Regions from separate parts of the Mus musculus genome. Here all the other regions are linked to region 2. A link is a contact called in public Hi-C and HiChIP or PLAC-seq data. All regions are on one chromosome and are shown on one strand. Each heading gives the region's core, a stretch centred on a gene start, on an enhancer-like site or on the middle of the called end of the contact. The rest is flanking DNA. Distances are from core to core; before and after follow the strand shown. Region 1 has its middle 44 kb from the start of Gm26839. Region 2 holds the start of Tdp1 (tyrosyl-DNA phosphodiesterase 1). Region 3 has its middle 31 kb from the start of Foxn3. Region 4 has its middle 19 kb from the start of Gm26839.

Region 1 (3,371 bases), core at 117-2,616, 370 kb before region 2:
TTACCTACCACAGTCATTAATAATGCATGGGAGGACGCAGGTTCCTCAGTCGACAGGAAAAGCATAAAGAGACCACACTCTCAAAGAACTATTGAAGGTGATAATGATTCATTGCAGTTAAATGTCTCCAAAATCCCCCCATGGAAAGACTCACCCCATCTCAGCCGTTACTCGGTGAATTCTCTCTCCCCACAGAGCGTCTGTTGAAGCCTTAGCAAGAGAGCTTCGGAAACAGTCTCTTAGAGATGTGCTTGAAGTGAGAGCCCGCTCAGCAAGGCACACCCTGAGTGCTGCACGCTTAGCATCCGTCTAAGAAGAGAAGCCACCCATGGAATGGGGCAGAGGGTGATTACGGGAGGGAATGGAGGGATGGAGCGATTAGCCATTGGGTGCCAAGGTTTTATGGTTGGCATATGATATGCTCTCCACAGGATCCTGTGCTTAAATACTTGGTCCACATGGGGCAGATGTGGGACTAATTCTTAGATGTGGAACACGGCTGAAGGACGTAGGTAAGCAGGCAATCGAGGAAGCTTAGTTAGTTAGCCTGAGCTCCTTCCAGTCTTGCTCTCTGCTTCCACGGGTAAGGGAAAAGCCCCTGTCACTCCCTCCCACTACCACAATGCTCTGCCCAAGCACAGGGGTGCAAGAGACCATGGAACAGACTCTCAGAAACTGTGAGTCAAAACTAAGCCTCACATTCTCTTTACTATTTGGGCCCCAGTAAACTAGAGTTGCTGACGAAAACAGAAGCCAAGAGGCGCGGAACGTTCTCCACAGGTCCCTGTGGTCACCTGGGCAACCCTGTTGGCACCTTGGCTTTGGAATCCTGGGCTCCAGAACAGTTCACACCTGGCAGTCCGAATGCTCTGTCCCGGAGGCACCAGGAAATGAATTACTACACACCTGTGCAAGGCACAACACTGAAGGACAGAGCTGGGCTCGCCAGATGCTTAGGGGAGTTGAGCTTTGACCTCCATCTTGCAAGTCCCTTCCGAAACAGTCTCCGAGACCTGATGTCCTCCTGATCTTTGAAATGAAGGATTTGGGTTGCATGAGCCCCGAAATTGAAACTCTCTTTCCAGTATCCACAAAGACGAGACTAAACCAAGCCCCCCCCCAAAAAAGTAGAACTCGGGGTCCAAACGCTAGAAAGCCATGGTCGAGCAGAATCCGAGGAGAAAGTACAGAGGAAGCATAATTAGCAACGCCGGCTTCGTTTACCATATGCCACACAACAACTCCATCTACACGTCAAATCTGGCCTGCAGCCCTCATGCCACAGCGAGTTAATACAAAGAGACGCAGGGAGCCGCCAGATGCAGAAAGCCACCGCTGAGGGCTGTGCGGAGGAGCTCCATGCAAGGACACTTCCTTTCCTGAGCCTGCTCCAGTCAAGGTCATTCAACCCCAGCAATGGGAAACCCGCTGCACAGAGGAAGGGGAGAAAGAAAAAGAAAAAGAAAGAAAAGGAAAGGCTGGCCTCGAAGGCAGCTCTGGGCCTCAGTCCAGGACACTGGCATGAGAAGCTCAGGGCTGGCAAACAATCCTCACCAGGAAAGAGCAAGAAGAAGTCCCTAGACAAACCTCACTCTGACACACACGCTACCATTGTATCTCCCCCACCCTTAAGTAAATTGTGGCTGTCAAATTACACCCTTTCATTTCTGCTGCTGGTTCATTGAAGAGAGGCTAACAGGGAAAGCCTAGAAACGTTTGTACTTCGTCGAATTTTTTTTTTTCTTCAAATGACCTAATGTTGTGGTAGGAAACTGCTGCTGGCTCATGCTGGGGAGAAACTTAGCCCTGTCAGCATTTAATTATTATTTTAGCACCATTTCTTTACTTTCCTACAGGGAAGAAATAACTTAAATTAAAAAAAAAAGAGGCAACAAACGGTTAGCTTTTAGCCTTAGGAGACAATGTCTTTTGGATCCTGCTTTGTCAAAAATGGCTGGTTCAGGACACGGGCATGTCACAGGGGGTATCAGCTCCAATCTTGCAACATTGAGACCATGACATGGAAATTCTATTCAGCCTGCTAACATGGGGGGATGGCATTATCTGACACCCGCCCATGTTAACATGACCCAGTCATGATAGCCACCTTTCTCAAAGTCCTGCTGCCCCTCCCCCAGGGCTTTTGAATGGACTCCATGGCTCTCCTCTCCTCTTCCTCCTCTCCTTTACTTTCCACATGCATACCAAGTTCCCTCCACTGGGAAAAAGAACAGGAATGGAAAGGGAAGAATGGTGTGGTAGATGTGACTGCCAATCAATCGTGACCCAGTAAGCAATATGGCAGCCAAAAGGCCAGATATCTGGCTATGTTCTCTAAAACTAGTTTATCTTTCACCACCAATGATCTGGTTGGTCACATTATGTACATGGGAGACCATATGTGTACATGTGGCATGAGCCTGGGGGGTCAAGAAGGGGACACCAGACCCTCTGCACCGTGCTAAGGGTGGTGCTAAGTCATCTGATGTGGATGCTGGGAATTGAACTCTGGCCCTCGGCCTGTGTAATATGCCTTTTAACTGCTGAACCATCTCTCCGGGGCCTCTCTCATCTTTAATCGCTTTTTTTTTGTGTGTGTGTGTTTTCATTTTTTTTTTAAATTAGGTATTTTCCTCGTTTACATTTCCAGTGCTATCCCAAAAGTCCCCCATACCCACCCCCACAATCCCCTACCCACCCACTCCCCCTTTTTGGCCCTGGCGTTCCCCTGTACTGGGGCATATAAAGTTTGCAAGTCCAATGGGCCTCTCTTTGCAGTGATGGCCGACTAGGCCATCTTTTGATACATATGCAGCTAGAGACAAGAGCTCCGGGGTACTGGTTAGTTCATATTGTTGTTCCATCTATAGGGTTGCAGTTCCCTTTAGCTCCTTGGGTACTTTCTCTAGCTCCTCCATTGGGGGCCGTGTGACCCATCCAATAGCTGACTGTGATCATCCACTTCTGTGTTTGCTAGGCCCCGGCATAGTCTCACAAGAGACAGCTATATCTGGGTCCTTTCAGCAAAATCTTGCTAGTGTATGCAATGGTGTCAGCATTTGGAAGCTGATTATGGGATGGATCCCTGGATATGGCAATCACTAGATGGTCCATCATTTCGTCACAGCTCAACATTTTGTCTCTGTAACTCCTTCCATGGGTGTTTTGTTCCCATTTCTAAGAAGGGGCAAAGTGTCTACACTTTGGTCTTCGTTCTTCTTGAGTTTCATGCGTTTAGCAAATTGTACCTTATATCTTGGGTATCCTAAGTTTCTGGGTTAATATCCACTTATCAGTGAATACATATTGTGTGAGTTCCTTTGTGATTGGGTTACCTCACTCAGGATGATGCCCTCCAGGTCCATCCATTT
Region 2 (3,574 bases), core at 181-2,680:
AAACTGTACTCGAAAGCTCAGTCCTGGGATTGGGAAGGTGATGGGACGGATAGGAGGTCGAGGTGATTATCCGTGGACAGTGTGGTGGGCGGGGAAGTGATCAGAGTCCTGCAGCAATGCCAGAACCAAGAGGGGTGACAGAAGTGGCCCTGGTCAGGCTTAAGTCTGAACTCGGGTCGCGCTCCCACACCTACTTTCACCCATTTCCTGCGTTCTGAGGCGCTGGCTTCGCCTGCTCGGGGCCTTGCGCCTGCCTCTGACAAGAACATCGCCACCGACACGGAGACCAAGCCAGGCGTCTCCTCCGCTGCAGCGAGAACACAGACCAGCCACTGCGGCCTCGCCCACCACCGCTGGGACTCAACTTCGCCGCGCAACTCCAACGTCTCCTCCCATTGGTCAGTCTCCGAGCCACTGGCGTTGATTTCGTACTGTCATTGGTTAAAGGCGCTGTTTAACGATGGGGCGGGGCCTCAAGGCCCGCTCCCAGACCTTGGCCCCGCCCCTACTCGATTTTTCTTGTCTTAAGGGAGGTCTGGTACCTCTGGGCTCTCTTAACTCGTTTTGATTGCTTTCAGGCTCTCTCCCAAATTTACAATAAACTCTTTTTGATTATTCTGACCCGTGTCATTGCTAGATTTGGCAGGAGACACACGAAGAATGTGAAAAAAAAAGCACACAAACACAAATAATGAGTGAACACCAAGATTCATTTTTAAACTGCAAGTCTTTGGACGGCCTTCGCAGAGCAGCTACTATGTTTATTTTCGCCCTCTTGGTAACCCTGGCACGTAACACTGTGTCTAGGACAATTAAACGGAATGTCCCGTTTTTTTGAATGTTTACACAGAATTGATTATTCAACCCCCCGGAAGGCGATGCCTGACGTGAGGCTGACTTAAGGAACAGCACAAGAATCCCATACCAGACATCTTTATAGAAGATGAGGAATACCCTCTACCCTTCTGGCAAATCAGTGAGATTGACAAGAACATGACCGTTTCAAAGGAGAAACCTTCAAAGGAGGTTCTGAGTCTGATGGGAGCTCATTTAACTTTTTATCTAGCAGTCGATTTTAAAGTCTGAAGCAGCTGTCTTTTTCTACCGCTCACCCATCTCCCAGAGCACGCCGCTGTCTTAGCCTTGAGAGCCTGAAGCTGCCTAAAAGCATCCCCAGAATGGAGTCGTTGTTTGCAAATTAACCTCGAGAGAGAAGCTACCACAGCTTTCTGTTTCTCTCTTCTTTCAACAGGAAACTAGCAGAGAGTGAGGCGTTCATTCGGCTCTTTTCTGGTCCTCTTGGTCTCAGGCAAATGAGGCTGTCTTTAGGACCCAGTGGGGGGCTTCCGGAAGGGGAAGCGGCTGGCTAGCTAGGCGGCGGCGCCGGCGAGTTTGAACTGCGCGCATGCGCGGGCGCGCCGCGGGGCGGAGTCTCGGCGGCGGCGGCGGCGGCCTGGCGGGTCAGGTAGGTGTCTGCCGCTGCGGGCGCCGGCTCGGGGCGGGCTCTGGCGGCAGCGGCGGCGGTAACTCTGCGCCCGCCCTCCTCATGGCGGCGCGATGGCCGCTGCCATCAGATGTGGTAGTGGAAGGCCAGCAGGGCTCGGTGAGGACCGCGAGGAGAGCGGCGAGGCCGGGGTCCTTGGGCAGGGTTCCTCCGCTCTGAGTCCCGGGAGCCCCGGACCCTGCGCTCCTAACCCTTGGGACGCGCTGCAGAGCCGCTGGCCTTCGCTCCCTCCGTGGACCACGCTCCACACCAGGGACACCGCCGTGATATTGGGCTGTCTTGAGGTTGAAATGAGTCTGTACGCTTGGAATTGTGTCTGGGCAGAGCTGAGCGCTCGGGGAACGTTGGCAGCTTTACGATTTGCTTACTGTACCCCCAAATTACTGCTCCTTGACCATCGTCAGCACCCCACAGCCCAGCTCCTGCAGAAGCGTCCTTATCGCCACGTGTGCACAAAGTTGTGTTACATATGATCATTTTAAAAGACTAGACGGGCCAAGGCACTCTCACTGGGAGTCCCATTGTCTTTAGAATAAAATTCGGCTTTTAACTTGCCTTACTGTCCCCACCCCTTCTTTCTGGACCATTCCTGTGTTACAGTTAGAACCTAGCTACCTCCTCCTGGCCTTCAGCAGGTTGGATTCCATCTGTCTGGAATGTTTCTCGACTGCCTTTTAGCCCGCGGATTCCTTTCCCTCCCAGGTCTCATGCTATGCCACAAATGATTCCAAAGAAAAGTTATCCCTGTAAAATGTAGTGAGCATCTGTAGTCATCTTGACTTTTAGGCTTTTTATGTGTTAATGTGTGCCTTTCACCCTGAAATTAAACCTGTCTAGGATAGAAGCTTTATATTATTAACTCTTTATCCCCGACCTCAATTCTGCTTACTTCCCGGCTCAGAGGAAGGACCACCTTGGAAGAATCTGGTGCCTCTGTCTTAAATGTCTGAGGAGTAGTGTCTATATAGAAGAAATACTGAGTCTGCTCAGCCAACCGGGGAATAGTGGAAGCAAGGTTCTAAGCGGAGTGCCTTTTTTTTTTTCATCAGCTGTTGTGTGTGTGTGTGTTTGTACACACACCTATACAGGCAGTTTCCGACTGTCTTCCTCAGTTGCGCTCTGCCCTGTTCTAGTGAGTCAGAATCTCACAGAACCTGAAGATGGCGGCAGTTTTCTTTCTGGGTGACTGGCCAGTGAACTCTCAGACCTCCTTGACTATCACAATGTTGGGGTCATAGGCACAGGTATTATGCTGGGCTTTGGAACTCATGGCAAACCCTCTTATCCACGGCTCAAAGCTCTAGCCCTCCATGCATATTTTTAAAAGCCCTTAAGGAAATTTCTGATGACATTCTGAGTTTGCTGTCTGGTGAAAGGATTCCATAAGATTTTTTCCCCCATCTTGGTACAGTATCCAACACTGCCAAATTCCATTGCCTCGCCTGCCTTAGTTTTTATTTATTCTCTTTACACATATGCTGTTATTTTCTTCATATTTATTTGAATCTACTCCTATGTAAATACTTTTACAAAGTAGACTTTATTTTGCTGTGATAGCTGTAATGGAGCCATAAGCTACATTCTACTGACAGGAAAACAAGTGTTACAGGTGCCTGTGGAGGAGTCCGGGACCCACTGGGAGTTCAGAAGCAAAATGTAAAGCATTTTTTACAACTTAGCTTTCTCCTTGATTTAAGTAGAAATTGGAATTGGAGGGGGGTGCTGTTATGTGCCCAGTCGGTGGCAGGCCCCAGTTGCTTCCACTGTGGGAATCACTGCTGCTTTGATTCCAGGCTGGGACTTCGGTGGGTAGAGGGGTACACCTGTATTCTCCTTCTTTCGATGTCCCTTACTACTATTGTGACTTTGCACTTCTGCTATGCTAGGCACTGCCTGGTGAGATAGAAAATAAACTGTGGAAAGGAAGCCGTGGGGAATGTTATCAGGCTGGTCTTTGGTTCCAAAAGCTCCCTGGCCTGCTGGGAACCTGGTCCTGTTGGAGGGAGCAGTGCAATCGGATGCTGACCAGATCCACTCTTCCACATTAGAAGCCATTTCCTACACGATCTT
Region 3 (3,575 bases), core at 321-2,820, 400 kb before region 2:
AGGCATAAAGGTAACGAAGGAAGTGGAAGAGCTGTGCAGTGAAAACTTTGAGGGAAGAGATCAAAAATGGAGTTCCCATGCCCATACATTGGCAGGACCAACAGTATAACAATGGCTTTATCATCAAAAGTGGCTCACAGAGCTAATGCAATCACCATCGAAATCCCAGCTAGACTCTTCATAGAACTAGAAAAAGAATGTACAAAGAGCTCCAAATAGCCTGAGCAATCCCAAGCAGAGTGAGCAATGCTGGAGGCATCGCTTCCATCAAACTACACCACAGAGACATAGTAACAAAACCAGCATGGCGCTGGCACAGAAAGAAACATTAAACCACCAATGGCTCCAGTTCCAGGGAATCCAACACCTTTTTTTTTTTTTTTTTGCCTCCAAGAATAGCAAGCACACAAAGAGTGCACAGACATACATGTAAGCAAAATACCCACATGCATAAAATAAATATATTTTAAAACTTAAACACCAAAACAAACTATCCGGTCAACAAGTGGGCTAATTAACTTAAAAAGTTCTCAAAAGAAGAAACACGCAGCCAATAAATACTTGAAAATGTATTCAACAGCCAGGGCCATTAGGGAAGTGAAATTTAAAACCACTTTACAATTCCACCCTATCTAATTCATAATGTTTCATTAGGAAAGCAAAGAGTAACACATGCTGTCCAGGATGTGAGGGAAGAGGTGCCCGGTGATGCTGATGGTGGGAACAGACTGACGTTGTCGCTATGGAAGCCACCGTGGATGTCCCACAAGAACTAACCACATGTACCAGCAGCTATCAGCAGCTATACATATGTAAGTCCGAGGTGTGTACCAAGAGAACTCTAATACACCAAAATGATACCATAACATCTATGTTTACTCTTCCAGTATTAACAATTACCACGAAACAGACCACTCTAGACGTCCAGCCACCCTAAACGTCCACCCGCTGATGGATTCAGAAAACATGCTACATATACTCAATATATTTTTACATGATTTTATAGCTTAAATGTTTTTAATTATATTTACTCATTTCTATTTCATGTGAGAGTGTTTTGCCTGCATATATGTATGTGTACCATGTATGTACAAAGCCCACAAAGGCCAGAACCACTGTGTGTGTGTGTGTGTGTATGTGTGTGTGTGTGTGTGTGTGTGTGTGTGTGTGTGTGCATGCTGGGAATAAAACCTGGGTCCTCTACATGAGCAACAAGTGCTCTTGACCATTGAGCCACCTCTCTAGCCCATACAAGGAAATTTTAATCACCCGCAAAGAAAAAAGTAAAATATGGCATTTCAGGAGAATAGAAGGAACTGGATAATGTTGTGTTAAATGAAACAAGTCATGCCCAGAAAGACAAATGCTACCATGTCTTCCATATGCAGACATTAGCTCATAAAAGTATAATGGGGACCACAAGAGGGAGAGTGAAAGAAAAGAACTTAACTGAGGAGGAGGAGGAAGATGAGGAGGAGGAGGAGGAAGAAGAGGAGGAAGAGGAAGAGTGTAAGGAAATTCATGTGATGTGAAAGCAGAATTGGGGAGCTATGTGGGGGTTAATGGGAACCAGTAGAAAAGGGGAAGTAAGACTGGGCTGGAGAGATGAGAATACTCGCTGCTCTTCTAGAGGACTCAGGTGAATTCCCAGCACCCACATGGTAGCTCACAGCCCTCTGTTGTTCCATTCTAGATCAGATGCCCCTCTTCTGGCCACCTCCAGCATCGGGCGTGCATCTGGTGCACAGACATCAATGCAGGTAAAACAAACACACCATAAATCATTTATGTTATAGAAAGAAAGGGAAGAAAAGAAATCTGGAATGGCTTTGTTCATGTCAAAGGAGATTTCAAATTGAAGAGCGCTGCTGTAGTGAAGGGGATAATTTCACAATAACAGAGGTGTCACATAATCATAAAAACAGCAACTCACATCTCAGGCGGCAAAAACAGGAGAATCAAAGGTTTGAAGCTAGCGTGAACTATACAAGGTCCTGTCTCTGAAACCAAAAGCTGGGGACGTGGGTCGGTGGTACAGAGCTCACAAAGCATAGAAGCAGCTCTGGCTTGCACCAACCATAAATACAATAAAGTAAACTAAAATAATCACTGATACCTAGATACTAACAACAGCTGCAAAACACATGAAGAAAAATCATAGAATTGCAAGGAAAAATAGGCAAGCGCACATTAACAGCCTGAAATTTCAGACAGGAAAATCAGGAAAGGTGTAGAGGATTTGAACACTATGAACCCAAATAATCTACTGTCAAAAACATACACTCAACAACAGAAGATTGTATATTTAAATACACATGAGCATTGAACAAGAGAGAGCACTTCAGGCCATAAAACAATTACACTAAGTGTAAAAGGATTCAGCCTCAAGGGCAGAATTCGTACTGGCTCCCCAGGGCAGGGAGCAGCTAGGCAAAGGCTCCCCTCACAGTTATTCACTGTGGTAGAATGGTACCCTTGCAGCCATCCCATCCCAAGACAATATCAGCATCCCTGGCCCTACCCTCAGGACCTGCAGCAGGGACTAGACTTACAATGTGTTACACAAAGATACATTCCTTCTGCAGTGCTCTTAGCCGCGTAGTAGTGGCATCTCTGAAGGGCAGTGCAGCTGGCTGCCAGGACTCTCTGCAGCAGGACCCTGCTGTGGTTAGCTTCAGTTGTCAACTTGATACACCCAGAACGAGGGGACCACAGTTGAGGAGCTTCCTCCCTCAGGTTGGCTGATGGGCATGTCTTGGGACATTTTATTGATTGCTAAGATACAAGGACCATCCCACTGAGGGTAGTACCATCCGCAGAGTGGTGGACCTCGGTGGTGTTAGAAAGGTAGATGAACCTGGGAGCAAGCCAGGAAGCAGTGCTCCCCTGAGGTCTCTGCTTCAAGTTCCTGCCTCGAGTTCCTGCCTTGGCTTCCCTTGATGAGGGACTATAGGCAGAAAGCTAAATTAAGCCTTTCCTCCCCCAAGTGCCTACCATAGCAACAGAGACCAAACTAAAACAGACCCTATACAGACACGGAGAAACCCACCATTCTAAAAGTCCTCAGCAGGAATTAGTGACCTGGGCGCCAACGTGTTGAGCTGAAAACTGAAGAACATTTTGGGACAGCAGTGACTTGAGTGGGTGACCTGTCACTTCCTCTGCATTTGTGTCACTGTTCCCGAGCTAAAGATTTGAAACCTGTAGCTAGGAATCTCATTCCATTTCCCATTTCTCTCAATTTCACACTCAGAGCCCTGAGGAGTCCTCTGGAGGGTACTGAGGGCATCTCTTTACATCATTTCTGTATTCAGCTCTCCAATTCTTTCATAATACTGTTGGGTGTTTTTAAACTAAATCAACATGGCGTGAAGAAACTGCCCTGCTCCCATGGAAGCTTAATACAAGGGCACTAGACCCCTCTTTATACAGGGCCCAACCAATGTACTCTCCCCACCTCCCCCCTTAACTAGTGTATTTATTCACTTTACACCCTGACCACTGCCCTGCCTCTTGCTGGTCCTCCCCTCACACAGTCCCTTTTCCTATCCCTTCTCTTCTGAGAGGGTGGAGAT
Region 4 (3,357 bases), core at 586-3,085, 340 kb before region 2:
AGTTTAAAATATGCATCCTTAACTTAGCAATGGTTAATACAAACTAGCCCTTCACCACGAGGAACTCGGGACAACTTTCACTTTATTAGCTTCTTTGCTTACACTCTTCCTTGGCCATTTGTCTACTCCCTGTCTATGTTAAGCTCCGTGGGGCTCAATTACCATTATTTATCTAGTCAATATTTACTTACATTGAACGAATTGTTGTTTCTGTGGGTCTTCCCTGCTTCCTGCAGATCCGAGCACTCATCGGGAACAACATTCCTTCTATCCTACAGGTACCCTTGAAGGAGTTGTCTTTAGTGCAAGTTAGCCCGGCCACCCTTTAAAACCACTGGTTTTTCAATCTTGAAGAGTCTTAGATGCTGAACCTGACAAACAGTTGTTTTCCTTCAGCAATGACACACAAAAAGTTCCACTTCCACCTGATCCTTATTGTTTCCATTAAGACACTCTGCTGTCAGTCTCATGGTGGCTCCATTAAGGCAAATAGTTGCTGGTCCTAACTCTAACTACTGTTTGTTTTCAGAATTGTACAATGCTAGAGTATGTGTGCACGAGCACATATATATGTATATATGTATGTACACTGTTCCATATCTTAGGGCTTCCCCAACATTCTCTGGGCCTGTGAGATGGCTCAGCAGGTCAAGTTGCACATTGCCAAGCCTGACAACTTTAGTTCAATCCCAAGGGCCCACATGGTTTAAGGAGAAAGCCAAATCTCATAAAGTGCCCTCTGACCTTCACACACAGTCACAGCATGTGCCCCTCCCTACGCACACATACACCCACAGTAAATAAATAAGGGTTACAGAAACTTGAAGCTGGGCATGGGGGCACGTGCATTTAATCCTGGCATTCGGGAGGCAGAAACAGGTGGACCTCTGTGAATTCAGTCCAGCTTGTTGTACATAGAGAATTCTAGGCCAGCCAGGGCTACGGTGGGAGAGCTTGCTTCAAAACAAAACAAAACAAAACAAAATAGAACAGAAACAACAAAACCTGAAACACTGCCCCCCACAAACACCTCTTCTGTCTCATTTTCTCTCTCTTGATGAATATACAGTTACATATCTGTGGGGTATTCCTACCACATTTTATGTCTTCATGATCTTGTTTATTGTCTGTGCTGCCACCTCCCGGTGTCACTGTTCTTGTTGCTATCTCATTATTACTTTGGCACTGAGGACAGACTCCAGGGCCCCACAGAAGTACACTCCAGCCTTGGGCTTTATTTCCTTCTGCTCCATCTTCTAAGTCACCAATTCTCTCTTCACTGGCATCCCCTTTATTGAATCCATCCATTTCGCCTCCGAAAACACTTCCTTGGAGTACAAGAAGCCATTTACACGCCATTAAAGTCACCAACTACAAGGATTCATTTAATGGTTTTCATGAATCCAATCATACCATCATAGCCTTCTCTGAATCCAATCTTAGGTCGTTTCTATCACCCCAGAAAGCATGCTCTCCTGGGATTTAACCGCAGCAAGTATTCCAAAAGGTCAATTGTTTGTCTTACATTTTAGCCCTCTGGATATATGAATTATGGATATTGGTTAACAAAGTCACACTAGTAACAGGAAACAGGCCCAGAGGCTCAGCTTCCCTTCTGTGGGTTTTCACCTTCAACCTTGTTCCTCAATGCCTTGATGGATCTCCAGGACTCCGGTTTTGTTTTGTTTCTTCTTTTTGATTGTAAGCAACTTTTCTCTGCAGAAGAGGAGACCTGAACAAACTACATCTGCTAATGTTAGACACACTGACAGCCCACGCGAGCGAGCGAGCGAGCTAGCTAGGTGAGCAAAACTTATCATGCAAATGAGGACGCTGATGGGAGATAAAAATAGACATCAGTGGGGACCTCACTGCGTCTGCGGGCACAGACCAGAAGCACCACAAACAAAGCAGAATGTTTGGTCAACCTAACCACAACAAAGGACGCCCTCTGCTAAAAATACACACTTAAAGACCACGGTGCCCATAGGAAAATTATTAGTTCTTGACTCTTTCCTTTGTGCTATTTGATGCTAAAGAGAGAAAGGAACAAATGCTCACTGGGGCAGGGACACTCAGTACCTCACGGCATCAGCAAGATGGAACTCACTATGATGTCAGTCTGTCAGGTCCTGTATGTCATTGATGCCCTGAGATTTAGTAAATAAGACAGATTTTGTGTGTGTGTGTGTATACTAATACATGTCTGGGAAGTTTTGGAGTGGAGAAAAAAACCTGACAAGCTCTATATGACAAGCCGTATGCCTCCTTCTCTTCCTCTAGTTTATTTTAAAATGCTATACTCTGCTCTTTTGTACAAAATTCTATCCCCTATTTTATAAAAGAAAAAGCCACAGTAGTGAAGGGCCTGGTGTAGTAGCCTTTGAGAAGGCTAGCCCTGCCTGTTGGATCATCCTTACAGTGACTCTTCTTGGTCAGACAGGAACAGAGTCTAAGGAGAAGCAGTATTCTCAAGCAGACCAGTGGTGTGGTTGCTGCCTAATTATAGCCTCACCACATCTTGCATTTGCAAGATGTCTGTCCTTTCCTGGAATTTTAATGATGCTATTCAGGATATCACTTCCTATTCTTAATTTGCCTGTTTTAGAGAACTTGATTCCAAACAATGTTTTGGATACAAACAGTCCGACATTTTTCCAAAACACAGGCTTTATTGGCATATAAAGCGATTTGCCACATGCACAGTGTTTACATCCTAGCAGGTGGATAATAGATCAGAGTTACAGCAATGTCAGGGGACTTTCCCATCCATAGTACATGGCATGGGAGAAAGAAAACCACTCAGCGAAAAGAAAACAGAATATGATTCCAACAATTTAACTTCCGTCCATATGTCACTGTCGTTTTCTAAGCAACAGAACATAAAAATGAAGCACTGGCAACGGGGAGCCTAACAACAAAGGGATTAATGCGTTAACTTGGGGGACACTGAGGCCAGCAGCCGGGGTCCAGTCAAGCTGAGATGTCCTGCAGCCCTGGGACTCCTTCAGAGCTGGCGAGCGCCTTGGTTGTAGATTTGCTAAACTCTGGCCTGGAGGTAGAAGGTCTGCCTGCTTAAGCAAAACCTAAAGTCAATAAAGGGAAAGGAAGTACGGGGCTCCTAAAAGATGGGAACGGTACCTAGCTCTTCTCTCTCTCTCTCTCTCTCCCTCTCTCTCTCTCTCTCTCTCTCTGTGTGTGTGTGTGTGTGTGTGTGTATTGTGTGCACACACACGTGGAGGCCAGCAGACAACTCTCAGAGGCTGATTCTGTCTTTCTACCTCATTGAGGCTAGGCCTCTCTGATTTCTGCTGAGCCACATGGTCCAGGCTTGCCATGTGAAGTGTCATCCCCCCA

What was found. A called contact is a pair of places that touch in the nucleus more often than the background predicts. HiChIP or PLAC-seq counts read pairs in DNA pulled down with a chosen protein or histone mark.
Region 1: an H3K4me3 HiChIP or PLAC-seq map of forebrain shows a contact between it and region 2, with 3 times the contacts expected there. The contact joins the enhancer-like site here to the promoter of Tdp1 in region 2. A contact is called at or near these places in 1 of 484 Hi-C or Micro-C datasets (nephron progenitors), 7 of 115 datasets of contacts at active chromatin or transcription factors (embryonic basal ganglia, embryonic forebrain, embryonic stem cells and 3 more) and 3 of 9 other capture datasets (adipose tissue, liver and macrophages).
Region 3: a contact with region 2 is called in an H3K4me3 HiChIP or PLAC-seq map of bone marrow-derived macrophages, with 4 times the contacts expected there. The contact joins the enhancer-like site here to the promoter of Tdp1 in region 2. A contact is called at or near these places in 8 of 39 promoter capture datasets (3T3-L1-derived adipocytes, the HPC-7 cell line, frontonasal cranial neural crest and 4 more), 2 of 484 Hi-C or Micro-C datasets (bone marrow-derived macrophages and uterus), 6 of 115 datasets of contacts at active chromatin or transcription factors (bone marrow-derived macrophages, embryonic basal ganglia, embryonic forebrain and 2 more) and 3 of 9 other capture datasets (adipose tissue, liver and pancreatic islet).
Region 4: a Hi-C map of bone marrow-derived macrophages shows a contact between it and region 2, with 21 read pairs. The contact joins the enhancer-like site here to the promoter of Tdp1 in region 2. A contact is called at or near these places in 12 of 39 promoter capture datasets (the 3T3-L1 cell line, the C10 cell line, HPC-7-derived erythroid cells and 6 more), 7 of 484 Hi-C or Micro-C datasets (CD4 T cells, CD8 T cells, bone marrow-derived macrophages and 4 more), 10 of 115 datasets of contacts at active chromatin or transcription factors (acute myeloid leukemia, bone marrow-derived macrophages, embryonic midbrain and 5 more) and 4 of 9 other capture datasets (adipose tissue, liver, macrophages and 1 more).

The regions. Positions count from the first base shown.
Region 1 is chr12:99,517,970-99,521,340 of GRCm38.p6, forward strand. It overlaps a transcript of Foxn3 not described here. Among named protein-coding and RNA genes, the nearest start is that of Gm26839, 44 kb to the right of the region's middle. Within about 2 kb of position 1,367, at least 52 of the 459 cell types and tissues checked have an H3K27ac peak or open chromatin away from gene starts, as enhancers often do. A contact at or near this core is called in forebrain and stem cell-derived neural progenitor cells, where this site is marked.
Region 2 is chr12:99,883,088-99,886,661 of GRCm38.p6, forward strand. It overlaps Tdp1 (tyrosyl-DNA phosphodiesterase 1), which reads left to right and starts at 1,431. Exons shown (of 16, transcript NM_028354.5): 1 at 1,431-1,465. It overlaps Efcab11 (EF-hand calcium binding domain 11), which reads right to left and starts at 355. Exons shown (of 6, transcript NM_030172.2): 1 at 195-355. The coding sequence starts at 269.
Region 3 is chr12:99,478,996-99,482,570 of GRCm38.p6, forward strand. It overlaps a transcript of Foxn3 not described here. Among named protein-coding and RNA genes, the nearest start is that of Foxn3, 31 kb to the left of the region's middle. Within about 2 kb of position 1,571, at least 1 of the 459 cell types and tissues checked has an H3K27ac peak or open chromatin away from gene starts, as enhancers often do. A contact at or near this core is called in bone marrow-derived macrophages, where this site is marked.
Region 4 is chr12:99,542,851-99,546,207 of GRCm38.p6, forward strand. It overlaps a transcript of Foxn3 not described here. Among named protein-coding and RNA genes, the nearest start is that of Gm26839, 19 kb to the right of the region's middle. Within about 2 kb of position 1,836, at least 35 of the 459 cell types and tissues checked have an H3K27ac peak or open chromatin away from gene starts, as enhancers often do. A contact at or near this core is called in acute myeloid leukemia, adipose tissue, bone marrow-derived macrophages and 2 more, where this site is marked.